Linked DNA regions of Mus musculus: region 1 is linked to region 2. A link is a contact called in public HiChIP or PLAC-seq data. All regions are on one chromosome and are shown on one strand. Each heading gives the region's core, a stretch centred on a gene start, on an enhancer-like site or on the middle of the called end of the contact. The rest is flanking DNA. Distances are from core to core; before and after follow the strand shown. Region 1 overlaps Gm42072 (a long non-coding RNA gene). Region 2 holds the start of Fbll1 (fibrillarin-like 1).

Region 1 (3,490 bases), core at 126-2,625, 200 kb before region 2:
ACTTAATATTACTTGTTGTTTGGGTTTTTTTTTTATCATATTTGTTCCAAGCACAGGTTTGGGTTTTTTTGTTTTTGTTTGGTTTGGTTTGGTTTGGTTTGGTTTTTTTGAAGAGTGGGGAGGGGAGCTCTCATGCAGCAGCTAGGCAGGATTAGGGGATTGGGACTTCACCCCCCCCCACACACACACACACACACACACCCCCCGCACATTGTGTGTCACCTTGTCAAGAGCCCCTCCCCTCCCACCCTCCCAGGTCCAGGCAGCTGCAGCAAGTGCTTTCAGCATCTGACCCGTGTTCACGGCCTTAAGGGATTGTCAGAAAGAGTGACATTTAGAAGGTCGAGGGTCTCAGCAACTTGAAGTCTGCCTGTCCGACTAGGCGGAATCAGCTCGAGCATTTATCCATTTATCGACATCCCGAGTCACCAGGCACGGCTCGTCCCCGGCACTGTCAGAAGTGGACGATGCAAAGATGAATAAAACTTGCCCAGAAAGCGCTCCGTCAGGGGTGAGACGAACTCCCAAGACAGTCGTGGGATACAGTGGGGTCAGAGCTGGTGGGAAAGTTGACAGACTAGAGCAAGAAGCCCTGAGAAGACCCTGTTGTCTCCATGGACATCTAATCTAGACACCAGCCGACAAGGCCAGGAAATGAGATGATGCTAAAATGAGTCAGAGTCCTCACAAATGGAGAGAGTACAAGTAGATCGCCTGAAGGTAGGAAGGCTACAGAGGGGCTAGCTGTGACATCACATGAGGGAGATGTAGCGCAGGAATAGAAGTTTGCCCGGCAAGCACAAAGGCCCTGGGTTTCACCTCAGCACCAGGGAACGAGATGCAGGAATCATCTGGGAGCCTTTGACAGAAGCCCCTAGGCCCATTTAGTCAGGATTTCTCTAAATTAGAAGCCAGGTGTAGAGCCCCTGGGCATCTTCACTTGCCAGCAGCATGAGGGACAGAATTAAAAACCGGAGGGGCGGGACGCAGATAAATTCCTCCTCACTCCGCGGGCGGAAGGAACAGGCGTGAGACTCGGGCTAGGAGCTGAGCTAGGAGTTGGTGACAGTGTCCAAAGAGTTGAACTAAAAAGCAGGAAATCTGCTAAGACCTTGCTCTGGGTCCTTCACCTTCTCCAGCCCCTAGAGGAAAGGACACTCACTATTCAGGAGGCGGACGAGGTGGGGGACTATTAATAAGGACTGTTCTGCTCCGTCCTGCGCACACCCAGGCCCCACATTGAATGCTGAGACAGCTAGGCAGCCTTGTTCTGTTCCCGCAGCCCTCGCCACTTCAAATGCTGTCTACATCTATTCTCCAACGCCGCGCTTTCCCAAGCCGTGAGCTCCTCCCTTTGGCCACCAGATGGCAGACTTTCCCGCTAAATCTTGCTAGGCTCTCTGTTTGCCGAGAGAGGCTTTCCAACTCAGGGGTGAGCTACAAGACTCTGGATAGGGAGAAGCCCGGTTGCATAGCAGCCAGGAAACAGACCGACCGATTCTCCTTGCCGCTTCTCAAGCACCAGCCGGGTACATTCCCAAACGTCCTTCGCATCCCTAGTCGTGACCTCACTTTTTCTCGTTCCTAAAATAAATATAAAAGCATTGCGGTAGTCTCGGCACTTAGAGGTGAAGGAGCAACAGACAGGGAATTCAAAGCCAACCTGGGCTATGTGTGAGAAAGTATGAAGAGGAAGCTTCGGTTGAAATTCCAGTTGCACCCCCCTCTCCAGCTAAGTCTGAGCACTTTCCCCAACTTCTTCTCTAAGAAGTGGAGATAAGAACACCTCACCCTAGCACCCTGCGGTTTAAAAAAAAAAAAAAAAAAAAAAACTTGTACAAGGAAGCCGCTGGCTAGTGCTTTGTAGCAAGCTATTTTCAGCCTTCTTAAAAAGATCGCTGGCTCTCCACCCACCTTAGATTTAGTGAGGCGTTACCTCCAACCTCTCTCCCCTTCCCTCCTCTGCCTCTTCTCCCTCTGAGCCCAATCCCAGGGGGATGTAAAAATGACCTCATGCATTCACAGACCCTGTCATTCAAATTAGCTGACCTCATTTGAACCTCCCACACACTGGGGGGCAGATGAGGAAACTGGCCTAGAGAGGCCACTAACAGAGTAAACCCCACAGGCAGAGCCCACCCCTCCATAGCCGGATCTGTCTCCTGCTATTGGTAACTATCTCTGACCTGCAGGGTTGGCCACTCCCTCCAGAAGCCCTTATCTCGGCCTTATCTCCCACAAAAGCTGTTTTTATCCTGAGGTGAGAGCCCTTGGCCTGATGAAATCTGTTGTGTTTACAAATGACAGGAATTAGACAAATTCCTGTTGTAAAAAAAATTTTAAGAGAGGATGAAGGCTAGAAACAGACCCCAAAGGGTATCACGGTATTAACCAAGAGATTTGTGCTCATCAGTGACGGAACCTGAATTTAAAGGAACACTAGGAAGGCACGAGCATGGCTGATTTCAGGCATGGGAGGTTCTAGGGCTGAAAGGAAGTCCACAAGGTGCCATCTTGACTCCAACACTCATGTGGCCTTTTTCTCCCAGAGAGGTTTCCTCCACGTATTGCTTCATCCCAAGTCTGCATCCTTACCAGCAACCATGGCAACAGCAGAGAGACCCTGCTCCTCCCTCTGTTGCTAGGAAGACCTTTAATTGTCTGGTTGCAATTGGTGAGAAATGGGAGGACTCCCAGGAGGATCACTGCCTAGGTAACACACAGGGGCTGCAGACTCACTCCTGGTCCTTTCTGTCCCGGTAGGGCTGGACACATTTGGGTGCTCAAGAAAAGGAGGTGGGCGCTGGGGGAGTAGGGATGGAGACACAAACCAGCCATTCAGGAGCGGGGGCACTGTCACCTGGCTACACGATAGTGGAGGAGCTATGAAAAAAAGGCAGGACCCTGGCTCAGCCTCGCTGGGCATAGAGTGAAAAGGAGAGGCTTTGCAAGCATAAGCTGCAGCAAACTGGAATAGCCCAAAAGGCAGCCGGCAAAGCTTCCCAGCAAACCTCAACCCACATGCCCTTAGCACGCCCTTTCTCCCTGTCCTCTGGGAAGGGAAGGCAGGAAGTCTACACTCAACACTAGCCAGAGGAGCTTGTCCCCTGGACAGGTCCGTGTCATCTTGGTGTGACAGGAAGTCCTCCATTCTTTTCTTCTGAATCTGGCTCTCCTTCACACTTTTGGGAGGCATGCTGACCTGTCTCTGTGGGCAACTGTCAGTGAGGCTCTGCTCATTGGACCATCCTGTATTCTAGAGCAATCTTTTTTTAAGCTCTGAGATAGCGACACTTGGGGTCAGGTGGCTTTTCATTTCTGGAAGGCTAGCATGTGACTTACAAGAGATTTGATGTTTCTAACACACTATACATTTGCATTTACATATACATCATATACCCATATGAGCATATGTGTATGCATATATACAGACGCAGACGCAGACGCAGACACAGATACAGATACAGATACAGATATGGGGGAGAAAGAG
Region 2 (3,400 bases), core at 638-3,137:
AGTGATCAAGGGGAAAGGTCCCTTGTGGGTGGGACCATCTCTGGGCTGGTAGTCTTGGGTTCTATAAGAGAGCAGGCTGAGCAAGCCAGGGGAGGCAAGCCAGTAAACAACATCCCTCCATGGCCTCTGCATCAGCTCCTGCTTCCTGACCTGCTTGAGTTCCAGTCCTGACTTCCTTGGTGATAAACAGCAGTATGGAATTGTAAACTGAATAAACCCTTTCCTCCCCAACTTGTTTCTTGGTCATAATGTTTGTGCAGGAATAGAAACCTTGACTAAGACAACCTCCATCAGGACGCATATGAAACACACACACACAAATAAATAGTTTTTCATGCAAAATGGATGCTGGCAAATCTGAAATCATCAAAACCAACACCCTTCTTCAAAAGTTGTTGGATAAGAAGCACTAATGTTCCGGGTTAAATGCTATTAGGTAGCATAATTCTCTCTTCCTTGGAGAAGAGCAGCCTTTTAATTTATACAGGGCTTCAACTGATCAAATGAAACTTACCCACACAATGCAGGACAATCTGTTTTACTTGACAAATGTAAATGATAACCTCATCCAATCACTGCCCAGAAACAACCAGAATAATATTTGATTAAGTATCTGAGCATCCCATGGCCAATTCAAATATATGCAAAAACTAGTCATTACAAGGTCTGATTGGTGGAAACACAACCAAGACAGCAAATGTAACTCATTTTAGAGAATACTCTTCAAATTGTAATTAGAGTGTTTCCCACGAACAAGCTATCACAGGAATCCTGCATTTCTTCCTCTGCCACCTTCTCTATATCCTCATGCAGACTTGTGGCCCTCATCAAGAAAGTCTTATAATACTCAGGGGTGAACAGCCCTGCCATTGCTGTCTGTGGATGTGAGACAGGAGAGGAGATTAATGTGTGCACATATGGGGAGTTAATATCCTCTCCCTGTGTCATGTTCTAGTTCTTAGGTGCATTCCACTGAAGAAATATAGTTTTTAGCTTGGCTAATGTGCACCAAAGCTATTTGCAAAAGCTTTTCCCTTCCCCCTGCTGCTTGAGGAATTTTCCCTTTCCCTGCCAATATAAGCAAGTTCAATAGTTCAATACCACCCGGGCCCTTCCCCATCTGAGAGGACTGACTAAGAGGTCATGATGACCACAGTTGACCAGAGCAAGATTAGCAGTTCTCAAAAATTAGCTATAACACAGATAACAGTCCTTGGAAATCCTGCCTCAGTTTGAATTCCACAATAAACCACATACTGTCCTAACCTTGCTGACGAAGTTTTCTGGCACATCAACAGCTGATCACTAAAATTAAAAATACACTATTGCTTTGCTAGCCAATAATGATATCACTGTGAGGTGCCCCCCTTTCAAAGATTATAAAAAAGATGTACTTTTGACAATCGGGGTTTACTCTCCCTGCGAGGCTGAGCAACGCCCCCCCCCCCCATGGTTTTATTCCACGCACGTTAGAATAAAAACCTCTTGTCATTGTTGCAGCGTTCTGCCGTCAAGCTGTGTGTTTCTGGGGGTCGCGTTCTCAACACTTGGGCCCTTGGGGGCCCAACACCATCTCCCTGGACTTGGCACTTAATTCCACTAACAGGGAGGTCAGACATGTGCTTAGATCAGCTACACAGAAGTCCAGCTTGGCCCCAAAGCCACCAATAGTGGTCAGAAGAGACGTGTTTGAGGTAGCTGTCCCTGGTGCTGACTGGACGCTAAAGCCTATGTAGGGACGTCTGGGTTTCTATCCGCGGTGCTGCCCATTTCTTCCTCCAGTTCCTCAAGGTTTGGATGAAAGAATGGTTTTTAAAGCACAGACGAAACATCGAAGTAATTTCCTTTTTTTTTTTTTTTCTGAAGTAAGTGCCATATGATTTAGGTTACACATAGGTTTCCTGCTGACACACGGGAGAGCAAGAAACTAAGAAACTCAAGGACTAGTGGATGCGCGCTTCCCATCTCTCTGCCACAGAGACGCTTGGCCACTGCGAGATCCAGGGAAAGAAGCTGGAGTCCCTGGGAAAGCAGAGAATAAATACCAGCAGACTCGAGAGAAGGCAAAGGGTTACAAGTGAGCAGGCTGTGTCTGCGCGCAGCTGGTGCAGGGGGGCTTCCGGGGCTACAGGGGCTACAAAACGGCTGTGATGCAATCACGCAAGTCACCGCGTCAAAGCGTGGATCCGGGGATGTGCGCACCGCGGCCCCCTGCATCCCGCTGCGGCTAATCCTGCGGGCAGCCGCCGCCAACAATTTGTCCCCATTCCGCAGCAACCGCCCGGGTCCCTCGCGATCCCCGACCACCGCGGCAGTTCCTGAGAGCTGCGGGGGCCATGAAACCCGCGGGCGGCCGCGGCGGCTGGGGCTGGGGTGGCGGCAAGGGAGGCAGCAAGGGAGGTGACACGGGCTCAGGGACCAAAGGCGGCTTCGGGGCACGCACACGCGGCTCCAGCGGCGGCGGCCGGGGCCGGGGACGAGGCGGCGGCGGGGGCGGCGGGGGCGGCGGCGGCGACAGGCAGCGACGCGGCGGTCCAGGCAAGAACAAGAACCGCCGCAAGAAGGGCATCACGGTGTCGGTGGAGCCGCATCGGCACGAGGGCGTGTTCATCTACCGCGGCGCGGAGGATGCTCTGGTCACACTGAACATGGTGCCTGGAGTCTCGGTGTACGGCGAGAAGCGCGTCACCGTGATGGAGAACGGGGAGAAACAGGAGTACCGCACGTGGAATCCCTTCCGCTCCAAATTGGCAGCGGCCATCCTGGGCGGCGTGGACCAGATCCACATCAAGCCCAAGTCCAAAGTGTTGTACCTGGGCGCCGCCTCCGGAACCACTGTCTCACACGTCTCCGACATCATCGGCCCCGACGGCCTGGTCTATGCGGTTGAATTCTCCCATCGCGCCGGCCGCGATCTGGTCAACGTGGCCAAGAAGCGCACCAACATCATCCCGGTGCTGGAAGATGCCCGGCACCCGCTCAAGTATCGCATGCTCATTGGCATGGTGGACGTGATCTTCGCCGATGTGGCCCAGCCAGATCAGTCGCGCATCGTGGCGCTTAACGCCCACACCTTTCTGCGCAACGGAGGCCACTTTCTCATTTCCATCAAGGCCAACTGCATCGACTCCACAGCGTCTGCCGAGGCCGTGTTTGCTTCTGAGGTGAGGAAGCTGCAACAGGAGAACTTGAAGCCACAGGAGCAGCTGACTCTGGAGCCCTACGAAAGGGACCACGCCGTCGTCGTCGGGGTCTATCGGCCCCCACCCAAGAGCAAGTAGCAGCAGCAGAAACCAGGGAAGGTGCCCCCGCGCTGCCACAAGACTGTGTCTTTGTGCCTGTCCTAGTGCGTTGTTTTTCTATTTAATAAAATAAACAATTCCCAAGTGTACAGTTGAGG

The links. HiChIP or PLAC-seq counts read pairs in DNA pulled down with a chosen protein or histone mark.
Region 1: a contact with region 2 is called in an H3K4me3 HiChIP or PLAC-seq map of forebrain, with 4 times the contacts expected there. The contact joins the enhancer-like site here to the promoter of Fbll1 in region 2. A contact is called at or near these places in 11 of 39 promoter capture datasets (the 3T3-L1 cell line, 3T3-L1-derived adipocytes, cranial neural crest and 4 more), 1 of 15 datasets of contacts at CTCF or cohesin (embryonic stem cells), 20 of 484 Hi-C or Micro-C datasets (the AML12 cell line, the HL-1 cell line, cardiomyocytes and 6 more), 11 of 115 datasets of contacts at active chromatin or transcription factors (embryonic basal ganglia, embryonic forebrain, embryonic hindbrain and 4 more) and 3 of 9 other capture datasets (embryonic stem cells, liver and pancreatic islet).

What each region holds. Positions count from the first base shown.
Region 1 is chr11:35,999,371-36,002,860 of GRCm38.p6, reverse strand. The region is part of intron 1 of Gm42072 (a long non-coding RNA gene); the gene reads right to left. Among named protein-coding and RNA genes, the nearest start is that of Gm42072, 3.2 kb to the right of the region's middle. Within about 2 kb of position 1,375, at least 51 of the 459 cell types and tissues checked have an H3K27ac peak or open chromatin away from gene starts, as enhancers often do. A contact at or near this core is called in cortical neurons, forebrain and trophoblast stem cells, where this site is marked.
Region 2 is chr11:35,797,371-35,800,770 of GRCm38.p6, reverse strand. It overlaps Fbll1 (fibrillarin-like 1), which reads left to right and starts at 1,887. Exons shown (of 1, transcript NM_001004147.3): 1 at 1,887-3,391. The coding sequence starts at 2,337. The coding sequence ends at 3,281.